4 separate regions of the Sus scrofa genome follow, and regions 2, 3 and 4 are each linked to region 1. A link is a contact called in public HiChIP or PLAC-seq data. All regions are on one chromosome and are shown on one strand. Each heading gives the region's core, a stretch centred on a gene start, on an enhancer-like site or on the middle of the called end of the contact. The rest is flanking DNA. Distances are from core to core; before and after follow the strand shown.

Evidence for each region. HiChIP or PLAC-seq counts read pairs in DNA pulled down with a chosen protein or histone mark.
Region 2: a contact with region 1 is called in an H3K27ac HiChIP or PLAC-seq map of alveolar macrophages. The contact joins the promoter of HNRNPH1 here to the promoter of SQSTM1 in region 1. A contact is called at or near these places in 1 of 5 promoter capture datasets (liver), 3 of 47 Hi-C or Micro-C datasets (embryonic fibroblasts, heart right ventricle and skeletal muscle) and 2 of 2 datasets of contacts at active chromatin or transcription factors (alveolar macrophages and skeletal muscle).
Region 3: an H3K27ac HiChIP or PLAC-seq map of alveolar macrophages shows a contact between it and region 1. The contact joins the promoter of CBY3 here to the promoter of SQSTM1 in region 1. A contact is called at or near these places in 1 of 5 promoter capture datasets (liver), 1 of 47 Hi-C or Micro-C datasets (embryonic fibroblasts) and 2 of 2 datasets of contacts at active chromatin or transcription factors (alveolar macrophages and skeletal muscle).
Region 4: an H3K27ac HiChIP or PLAC-seq map of alveolar macrophages shows a contact between it and region 1. The contact joins the promoter of CANX here to the promoter of SQSTM1 in region 1. A contact is called at or near these places in 2 of 47 Hi-C or Micro-C datasets (embryonic fibroblasts and heart right ventricle) and 1 of 2 datasets of contacts at active chromatin or transcription factors (alveolar macrophages).

Annotation. Positions count from the first base shown.
Region 1 is chr2:78,762,670-78,765,420 of Sscrofa11.1, reverse strand. SQSTM1 (sequestosome-1) reads left to right here and starts at 1,423. Exons shown (of 8, transcript XM_003123639.4): 1 at 1,423-1,741. The coding sequence starts at 1,423.
Region 2 is chr2:78,960,018-78,962,768 of Sscrofa11.1, reverse strand. HNRNPH1 (heterogeneous nuclear ribonucleoprotein H) reads right to left here and starts at 1,313. Exons shown (of 14, transcript XM_021084330.1): 1 at 952-1,313.
Region 3 is chr2:78,932,481-78,935,231 of Sscrofa11.1, reverse strand. It overlaps CBY3 (protein chibby homolog 3), which reads right to left and starts at 1,380. Exons shown (of 4, transcript XM_021085148.1): 1 at 1,331-1,380; 2 at 533-604; 3 at 121-337; 4 at 1-119. The coding sequence starts at 1,380.
Region 4 is chr2:78,914,509-78,917,259 of Sscrofa11.1, reverse strand. CANX (calnexin) reads left to right here and starts at 1,432. Exons shown (of 15, transcript NM_001243210.1): 1 at 1,432-1,614.

The sequences.
Region 1 (2,751 bases), core at 174-2,673:
CTAGGTTCCTGCTGTGATTCCACAAGCAAGTCAGCAAACTAGCCAAACCCAATCTACCTTCCCCATGGTCTCTGGGTTTCCCATTCCCTTAAGGTTTTTTGTTTGTTTGTTTGTTTTTGTCTTTTTAGGACTGCACCTGAGGCATATGGAGATTCCCAAGCTAGGGGTCGAATCAGAGCCGTAGCCGCTGGCCTCCACCACAGCCGCAGCAACCCAGGATCTGAGGCTAGTCTGCAATTTACACCATAGCTCAGGGCAACACCAGATTGTTAACCCACTGAGCAAGGCCAGGGATCAAACCTGCGTCCTCATGATGCTAGTCAGATTTGTTTCCGCTGAGCCACGATGGGAACTCCCATCCCTTTAAGTTTTACTGACTTCCACAAACCCCACCATGAAAAAAGTGAGTGTGACTCAGCAGGTCTGACTTTCTACCTACAGAGCCCTACTTGGGAGGATTCATAGGGTGACATACCCGCCTGCTTACCTTCTTCTAAGGCACCTCCTCCCCCAACAACCCCCTTCCCCTAGGCACTTTGAACAGGTCACTTCGGTTACATAAAAGAGTGTTTCTTGGCTCCTGGGGGTGGGGTAGGGTGGGGGCTGTTGATGTAATCCCTGGGCTGCCCATGAGGCCAACAGACCTGAGATCTTTCAGGCCATTGGGCACCATTTGCTGAGCTGAACCTTGAGCTGACAAGTGGGGATGGATGGGGAGTACCGATGGGGAGTCCTTAGGGCTTCAGTGAACATTTGGTGGCCACTGAGGCTCCAGGAAGCCTTAGCAGACCCCCCAGCAAGGTGGGGATGGGAAGATCCTGTGCTCTTCTGGCATCTCTCAACCCTACCCCCTATTAAACTGGAAGCTCCTCTGGTGCTCAGGTTTGAGTTGAGTGTCTGTGCTTTAACCCAGTAAAGGGCCATTAGGGGGGATGCTGGGGGCGGCGTAGTGGGCTGCCACCTGAGAAACTGGTGGCAAGAGCGGGCCCTTGACAAGAGTGGCAAGGTCAAGACAGCGCCTCGGGAGCCAATTTGTTGTAGCTAGCAGTGTCAGCAGTGTCCCCTCTTCCTGGCTTCCAGCCTCTGTTGCCCACCTCCCTCCTGAGCTGTGCATCCCCGGTGGCCTGGGTTCCGTTTTGCTGAGTCACGGCCTGGTCAGGCCTGGGAGGGGTCTAGGGCGGGACCCTGGCCGGTCCCTTGCCCCAGGTATAGAGGTAGGCGCCAGACTTAGATGTCAGCGTGCGGGGCCGGCCTCTTGGTGTCCCTGGTGCACTTGGGGCGGTGAGGAGAGGGGTCGGGAATGAGGGGGCTCAACGGCGGGGAGAGGTAGCGAGGCTGGGGCTCCTGTAGGGCGGCTCTCGCGCGACGGCCGGGGTGGCTGGAGCCAGACCTCTGACACTCAGGCCCCGCCCCCAGGAAGCGATGAGGGGCGGGGCTTCACCCGCGTTCCCTACAAAGGCCGCGCGTCCCCTCCCGCTGCCGCCGCCGCCGCCGCTACCACCGCCGGGCTCTTCTCTTGCTCCCCAACTGGTGGTCATGGCGTCGCTCACCGTGAAGGCCTACCTTCTGGGCAAGGAGGATGCGGCCCGCGAGATTCGCCGCTTCAGCTTCTGTTTCAGCCCGGAGCCCGAGGCGGAAGCCGAGGCCGCGGCTGGCCCCGGACCTTGCGAGCGGCTGTTGAGCCGGGTGGCCGCCCTGTTCCCCGTGCTACGGCCCGGCGGCTTCCAGGCGCACTACCGCGGTGAGCAGGCCGGGCGCTCTCGGGGAGCGGTGCGGGGCCGTGACGCAGTGCTGCCCTGCCGGGCAGGGTCGCTGCTCCCTTCCTTCTCGTGGGGCTTGGGGCCGCCTGCGGGAGTTTGATCGCTCGTTGGGTGGGCGGTGGCCCGCGTGGGTTCCCATTTCGGCCTTGGGTGCCATTCTGGTAGCCAGGAGTGGTGACCACAGCCAGACCTGTGGGGTCAGGCGCTGCCAGTCCCCTAGCGGATCGGGCCCGGCGACGTAAGAGGCCTCCCCTCCCCCCACCATGATGGTGCAGATCTTGGGGAGGGCGCGCGGGGGCGTCCTCACGGCGGGCACGGGGTGGTTAGAGGGGCACTCGGGTTACACTGCCACTTGGCTACTGCCCAGCTGGGGCCCGCTAGCCCCAGATGGGGGGTTCGGATAGTAACCCGGAAGAGCCTGGGCGGGCAGATGAGGGGGAAGGGCTGGCTACGCAGAAAAGTGACGAGGGTAAATAAGCAGTGGGGAGCCCTCAGGGCTGCACAGTCTGGCCGGAGGTGGGGAGGAGAGACCATAGGTTGCCCAAGGCCAGGCGGGATCCAGACGTTATCCCGTTGGCAGCGGACAGAGGGACAAGGTGAAAACATTCTCGAGAAGTGTTGGTGTAGGGACAGAGCTCACGAGCCTGCCTAGTTTCTAGCTGAGCTGGCGTGACCGGTGGCTGCGCGGGGTGGAGTTGGGGGAGGTTGTTGTGACTGGGAGGGAGGCGGGCGGACCAGGCCCGCCGGTGGGTGGGGCCGTGCCGGGACCTCCCTCAGGACTGCTGCCAGCTCGCCAGCCCCTAGCTTTTTCAAAAAAATAACTTTGAGTTCCTGTTCACATACTGTAGTTTAAAGTGTTGAGTTTTTAGTATATTCACAGATTTGCGCAGCCATTATCACAATCATCTGGGAACATTTTCATCACTTTATACACCAACTCTGTTAGCTTCCTCCCATCCCCATCATCCTATCCTCCAATCCCCAAGCGACC
Region 2 (2,751 bases), core at 64-2,563, 200 kb before region 1:
CCAGCGGTCGGGCCCCCGAAGCCGCTCTGTGCACCAGGTACCGGTGCCCCAAGCCAAAGGGGAACCCGGCCTAACGCCAGCGTGGAAGCAAGGAAATGGCGGCGACCGCTTCCGCTCCGCCTCCTCCGACATCTCACACAATAGAGTCAGCGCGGCCTGCAGGCCTCAGCGGCCCTGCCAAGACTCGGCGAACCATTCCTCGCTCCCAACGGCAGGCCGCACCTTGCTAAAGCCTCCCAGGTTCCACAGACTCCTGGGGGTAAACAATCCTCGTAAAAATGGCATCCTTGGAGTCCGCTTCGCGGTAAACACGGAGCAACAAACACTCACCTACACGAACAACTTCGGCGTGGCTGAGAAGAAATGGCCAGCGGGCGCCTGCGCAACCTAAATAAGGCGCTTAGAACAATCTCTGCGCACGCGCAGTCAGGTGGCCGCACCGCCCCGTTGCGTCACACAGAGCTTGGGCGCATGCGTAATTTTACGTTCCAGCCCATCTCCAGGCAGCAAGTTATTAAACGCTGGCGTTTTAGGCTCAGCCCCTCCCACCTCCTTAAACCCGCGGGGCTTTTATGCGCCTGCGCCTTCCCGCGATTATTGCGAGCTTTAGCGGTTTAATTTAGTTTCACGCGCATGCGTCTTCCTTCAAACCGTTCTCTGATCTTACCCGCCAGAAGGGGGGAGGGGAATGGCGGCTGTCAGGTCCTTTATAGGAACTGTACTGTGTACTAGCCTCTGGGTTGTGATGAGGTGCCGCTTAGCCCATTATCTACAGTCCTGGACGACCTGAAGTTACAGGCGCTCCCCGCCCTTGTGCAGCCTATACACCTTTTCTTCCTAGAGCCAGCCCGTGGCAAACAGCGCTGCGGGACTGCGTGCTTCCCGCGCCCGAAGATATCCCGGCGGCGCCGGGAGCGAGTCCTGGGCCTTCCTGCCGCCACTGTTCCTTACCTGTCGTCGTTGGGCCTGGGGCCCCATGCAGAGTCCCTGTGCCCGTGCCTCAGTCTCGTACTCCGCTTTTGCCCTAACGAACTCGCGCTTTGTGACCCCCAGCTGCCCCGCCCCAAGACCTGCGGGCCCTGAACGCCCCGGGCATTAGCACGAGAGGCGGGCGCGGGCATTAGCACGAGAGGCGGGCGCCGTACGCCGAGTCCCGCTGCGCGTCGTGAGTACAGGTTGAGCAGCCAGTGCGCGTTGCTCCGCTTTCTGGAGCGGGTTCCCGCTTGATTTTCCCAAGGCTAAGTAGGAACCGTTTTGTCCATCCCTAGATGGAGACACTCGCCCTGGCGAGACTCCAGGGTCATCTCGTGTGCGCACAGAACTGGAGGCTGGTGATGCTCGTGATTTCCAGTAGCACTGCAGGAATTGGGACCTTGCTCATAGGCTCTCAGTGCTCCCTTTGTCTGATCCTGCCTATCCTCCCCACCTCCAGCCTGGTGGACACAAGCAATAAACACGGAGTACCACAGCAAAGACCTCTCTGAGTGCCACTACTCAGAGATGCAAGAAAGCATGTTTTCGCCCCTGCGATGGTCTGGAGGCCGTATCCAGTTTTAATAGGTTTGAGAAAACTGGAGAGGACATCAGTGGAATAGAGGGAGAAGATGATCCAAGGTCCCAGAAGTAGGCAGGGGCCAATCCTGCCAGGCCATTTAGGCCTTGGCAAAAGTGATAATTACAAGCACAAGAAAAGGTTCTGGCAGGTCTTCAGCAGGGCGCAAGAAGAGCTGTTCGAAAAGAAAAACTCTGCTGCTGGGTGTAAAGGGGACACAGATGGAACAAGCACGGTGAATGCAACTGCCTGCCCTCAATTGCACACGGAGCTAGAGGAAATAGAGGGCATTTTGGCTAAAGTCACTAAGATGGGATTCCCAAATTGTCTAGATCAAAGGTCTATTTCTGAGTGATTCAAAAGCAAGGAGAGGAGTTCCCATCCTGGCTCAGCGGAAAAAAATTCGACTAGTATCCATGCAAACGAAGGTTCAATCCCTGGCCTCGCTCAGTGGGTTAAGGATCTGGCATTGCTGTGAGCTGGGGTGTAGGTTGAAGACCCGACTGGGACCTGGCATAGGATGGTGGCTGCAGCTCAGATTCAACCCCTGGGAACCTCCATATGCCGCAGGTACAGCCCTTAAAAAAAAAAAAAAAGGCAAGGAGAACAGTTTTTGCTCTTGGCCACTGTCTCTCCAAAACATCACAAGACTGTCTTAAGGTTTCCTAACAGGTTACATCATTTGAGAGCTTTGGTCTTATTAAATGACCTAAGAACACTAGTTTCTGGTTAGGTGAAGGAAAAAGCCTGACCCCCTCAAATCATGTCTTTACCTTTCAACAACCTGGCTACATGTCTAAGATGTTTATTTTCCCTAAAGTTTTCTGGGATTTTTTTTCACAGTAAGTAAATGTGATGTGTAATCATCACAGAAAGATAAGATCATTTCCTTGGATAGATTTCTAGAAGTAAACTAGGAAGGACCTAAATATTTTTAGGGCCTACCCTAAATTAAAGGTTTGACAACCCCTCTCAGGGGCAGGTGAGGGTTCCATATCCTTTTGCTTTGCTGACACTGAAAATTCCCTTTCTTTTATCCTCTGCCAATATTTTTATTTTTTGGTCATGCCCAAGGCATGTGGAAGATTCCAGGCCAGGAATCAAACCCATGCCACAGCTGTAACCAGAACCACAGCAGTGACAGTGCTGGATCCTTAACCCACAGAGCCACGAGGGAACTCCCCAGAAGGTTTTCATTT
Region 3 (2,751 bases), core at 131-2,630, 170 kb before region 1:
CAGAACTGCCGCAACTGCGCCCACAGGCGGCTGGTGTGGCCCGAAGCCGAGCACCCGAAGACCTCCAGGGCGAGTGCAGAATGGTCCTCGTCGGGCGCGCGGATGCCTGGAGCGGAGCCGCTGAGGACGCGGACGATCCGGGCTGCGCCCTTGCCTCTGGAGCCCCGATGTCCAGAATGATGAAGGCGAACCAGGGCCACTGCTAGGGAGCAAGAGTCCGGGTGAGCAGCCTGCTCCAACAGGCTGCCCCTCAAACCCGGAGGCCCTTAGGGTGGGAGTAACCAACTGCTGGCCACTGAGGAGTCCATCCCTGAAACTACCTTCCCCAAAAAACACTCTGTGTCAGGCCTTGAGGATAGATAGGCAGATGTAGGACCAGAGTTCTGGAGTCTGAGTGGTTGGTGGCTGCTGAAAGGGGTTATGGGCCAGGAAGGGGGGAATGATAGCAGAAACAAATACGTACTTAAAAGAGGTGCGGGAATTTGACAGGCAGAGTCCCTAGGCAGATCAAAGAGGTAGACATGGCTAGCACCTTGCGCATGTGAGGAAGAGCTTGAGGTCCAGTTGGTGCAGGGTATTCAGCTGGGAATAGCAGAAGAGGAAGCTGGAAAGGGACACCAGGACACTATGTGAAGGTGCCCTACTGGAGGCTTAAAAGTTTAGACTTCCTTCTGTGGCGTAGAGGGTGCTACTGAAAGATTTTGCACAGCCAGGACTAGATCTATATTCTGAAAAGTGTCTGGTGGGACATCTAGCATATCCAACAGCATTACTGCCCTCAGTTATTCAGTCATTTTACAACCTTGCACTGGCACGTGCTCTGCGCCTGGCCCTGATCTGGGCAGAGGGTCCCAGTAAGCCTGTGCCTGCCCTCCAGATGCAGCTTGGAAAGCCAGATGTGTGTAAGCAGATCAGAGTCCCGTGCGGCCATCCTGGGGGCATATGTCATGGGCTACGTCCTATGCTTAGAGCTTGAACTAACAGGGGTTGTGCAGACCAGACATGACTTTTGTCCCAAGCAGACTACATGCTCAAGAAATCCAAAGTCCAGATAACAGATATGTCCCATTCTCCCTCTCTCCTGTACTGATTCTGTTGTGTGTGAAAGAAGACTATGTTTTCTTTTAAATTCCTCTTCTCACCGAGAGCAAAAAAGGAAGAGAACCCTCTGTCACGCCTTCATCAATTCAACACACGCTTATTCCTCACACTTAGCTGGGCAGGACTATCCCCTAGATCTGGCTCAGGGGCACATCTCTGAAAGACCACCCTTGAGGTTGCATCTTTCCAGAGGACCCTTCCCCAATAATCCTTGCATGTGGTGTCTCACCTGGAGGATGTGTTGGAGATGCTGAGCTGCTGTCCCAGGCTTGGCTCCATCTCTGAACCACTCAGTTGCTGTCTACCAGCTGTGACTCACAATGCTTCTGGGCCAGATCAGCTAAGCTATAAAATAGACCCCTAGGCCCCCCTCTTTATGCATTCAGCACACTTACTGAATGCCTACCGTGTACCAGGCACTGTTTGGGGGAGGTGATGAAGAGATTCCCTCATCGAGCTATCATTCTTGGAAGGAGAAGGTCAGAATCAGAATCTGAGATAGGAATTTATTCTAGGGGAGTGAACAATACAGTCCCTTGAAGCTAACCAAGGCTGTCATGGGTCAGATTTCCTAGAAGCGGAGCCTAGGATGAGAATTTATTTTATTTTATTTTATTTTATTTTTTGCTTTTTAGGGCCACACCTGTGGCTTACGGAAGTGCCCAGGCTAGGGGTCGATCAGAGCTGCAGCTGCTGGCCAACGCCACAGCCACAGCAACAGGGGATCCAAGCCCCGTCTGTGACCTACACCACAGTTCTGGGCAACTCTGATTGCCGACCCACTGAGCAAGGCCAGAGATCAAACCCGCATCCTCATGGATAGTAGTCGGATTGATTCCACTGTACCACAATGGGAACTCCCTAAGATGAGGATTTTTGAAGGATTTACTTGGATGTGTTCTGGGGAGAAGAAGGGAAGGAGGACAGGGCATGGAAAAAAGCAAAACCTAACCAAGAATGTGGCCGTGGATTCTGGTTCGATCCCTGGCCTCGCTCAGTGGGTTAAGGATCCTGTGTTGCTGTGAGCTGTGGTGTAGGTGGCAGACCTGACTCAGATCCCACGTTTCTGTGGCTGTGGCTTAGGCCAGTGGCTGCAACTCTGATTGGACCCCTATAGCCTGGGAACCTCCATATGCCAAGGGTGGGACCCTAAAAAGAAAAAATAAACAACAAAACCTAGGAGTATAATGGCTGGATCATATGTTGGTGTGTTTACCTTTTTTTTTTTTTTGTCCGAGCTGCGTCTGCAACCTACACCACAGCTCATGGCAACGCCAGATCCTTAACCCACTGAGCAAGGGCAGGGACCGAACCCACAACCTCATGGTTCCTAGTTGAATTCGTTGACCACTGCGCCACGACAGGAACTCCGGTGTGTTTACCTTTTTATGGTGCTGCCAAGCTTTTTTCAAAATGGTTGTACCACAGCCCCACCAGCAGTGAAAGAGTTTCTATTCCTGTTTCCTCCACATACTTGCCAATACTTAGTATGTTCACCCTTTTTGGTTCTAGTCATTCTAGGGAGTGTATCTAAATTGCGGTTTTAATTTCATTCCTCTATTGGCTAATGATGTTGAGTGTCTTTTCATGTGCTCATTTGTTATCCTCACTGCTGAAGTTGTTCATGTCTTCTGCCCTTTTTTAAAAAAA
Region 4 (2,751 bases), core at 183-2,682, 150 kb before region 1:
TATGTGGCATATGGAAGTTCCCAGGCTAGGGGTTGAATCAGAGCTGCAGCTGCTGGCCTACACCACCGCCACAGCAACATGGGATTGCAGATGTGATAAATTCATTTGAGTAATAAGAAAAATGAAAAAAACAAAAACAACAACAACAAAAAAACCCATGGGATTGCAGCCACATTTGTGACCTACGCCTAAGCTTAGGATGGATCCTTAACCCACTGAGCAAGGCCAGGGATTGAATCCGCATCCTCACAGACACTATGTTAGGTTCTTAATTCACTAAGCCACAATAGTAACTCCTGGAGGATCTTATTCATGAAATCCGTACTGTTGGAAAATGCTTCAAAGAAGCAAACAACATCCTGTGGCCCTTCAAACTATCTTCTCCTGAAGGGCCCAGATAAATAGATCTAACAGGCTTATTAAATGGATGAACTGAGTTGTCTATGTGATTATTTTTGTAATCTGGGTCAGTAAATAAAGTGACTTCAAATTGTGAAAAAAACAAACACAAAATTCATTCTTCAGAGATTTGGCCTCAGCTTCCTTTTAAGAACATTGTGCTTTAACGGAAAAAAAATCTCTAACAAGATCCTTAGTAGGATCTACAGTCCTGCTCTGTCTCAGGCCCAGAAAACTGAAGATGTGCTAAAAGTTAGTTACAAAATCTGTGGTGTGTTTGAAAATTTTCCATTGCACCATCTTTTTCTCACTCACTGCTGTTAAGTGTGATTGTGCCCTTTTTGTCTTATCTTGCTTTTGGAAACATCACAAATTGAAAGTTGAAGTAACGCTGGATTATAGTATTCTGGGCTATATTTTGACGTTGGGTGATAAGGCGGCCTCAGACTGCTGGGCCCAGAGCAATGACTCTGCAGGAACGGTGGCGCCTGGTGTACAGCGACTCCAGGACAGGCCAAGGGAGCCGTGACTGATTCCATCATATCTGCGCACTCGCTGCACTGGAAACCAGGTCCTTCCCGATGGCTCAATGGACCTCCCACCCATCCTGCCAGCTTCCATTTGCTCTCTCATCGAAGGGAATGAGATGCCAGACCCCGAGGCCCGGGTCCAGGCACCTGAACGGTCGAAACCATAGAAATTAGGATGCAGTGCCGGGCAGCGCGCCCACTAAGGCACCAGAACAACCAGCGCGGGAACGCCTGCCTGGCCAGTCCCGCCCCACGACGCGCGCGCGCGCGCGCGCGCCCCCGCCGATCCCGATGCCGCCGTACACCGCCTCCTTCCATACTGCCCAACCAACAGCCACTTCCTGCCTCACTCCTAACCAATCCCCACACTCCACGAAGAATAGCCCTAGGGGGCGTATGGGAAGGTGCATAGAGCGATGGCCACAATAACCAATTGAATTCAGGATCTTGCGCGAGAGGGCGGGACTTGGCGCTGGTGGTAGCTACTGAGGAGACAGGGGCGGACGCAGGGCCGGGCTTCGTGCGGTGGGGCTCGCTCGCGCGGCGGCTGCAGGAGTCGAGGCCTCTTGGTTCTGCGGCACGTGACGGTCAGGCTCCCTCAGCCGCTGTCTCCACTGCAGCGTGGGGCCAGGTGTGCGGGCGGGAGGAGGCGCGGGCACCACCGGCGGTCCTCCTGAGGCTTGAGGTGAGACAGGGGCCTGCCCGTGTCTTCGGGCCTGTGAGGACCCTCGGGGGCCTGGGTGCGCGGCCTGGCGGCGGAGGTCTCGAGAAGCCGGGCGTGGCCGGGGCTGAGGGGTCCGGCTGAGTTTCGATGGCTCAGGCCCTGGTGGACCCGCCAGACGGGATGGGTTAGGCCTGAACCTGGGCCGCTTGAGTTGCGGAGCCAGGCCCAGGCCGCGCCGCCGGGGTTGGGAGGCGTGGCAGGTGTCCTAGAGCCTTTCTTGACCTCTGGGAAAGCTAACTTCTCTTCATGGTTCTGCTTCTAGGGCTTTCTTATACCTATTGCTGACTGCCTGGGAAGCTGTGAGGTGGGGTAGAGTAACCGGGTAAAGGTCTGGAATAGGATCGGGCCTTGTTGGTACTCTTAGTAGTGGGGAAAGGTGATAATAGGACAGAGAGAGGATATTTAGAATTAGCATTACAGATCTAAAATTTGAAAATTAAAACCGCAAAGTGAAGACTGGACTGTAGCAGCCTGAAGAGTATGGAGAATGTGCTAGAACACGCACTGGTTAAAAAACTTAAGTCCTAACATTTACATCTATTTGGAGATTGGGGGAGTAAGTAATCTCGTCGTAAATTCAGTGGGCTTTTAAAAGCAGGAAAGCACCCAAAAGCTCTCCGTGGGCAGGTCGTTTTATAGTGAAGGAAACTGAGGCCCAGAGCTCAGAAATGATCGGCCCAAGGTCATGCGATTAGTTTTATGATCACGTTGGAATTACAGTTGAAAGCTAGGCAGTTTGTGTGTAGTGGTTAAGACTAAGGCCCTTGTTCAGGTCCTTCATCAGCCATTTGTTGCTATGTGAACCTGGGCAGTTCACTTCGTTTCAGATAATGGATGTAATACCTGATAGAGTTGTTGTTACCATTAAGACGTGTGTAAGAAAGAGCAGGAAAGTTAGATGTACATTTTTAACTGCTTGATAAATGACTGCAGTAAATTATTATGGTGAATGCTGTTGATCCACTACACTAACATCCTAATTAGCTAAGTCCTATTTTCCAGGACCTGAAGTCACATTTATGGAAATAGGAGGAAGAAACTGGACCTAGTGGTTTGACTGCTGATTGAGGGAAGTTAAACTGAGCTGGATATTAATTA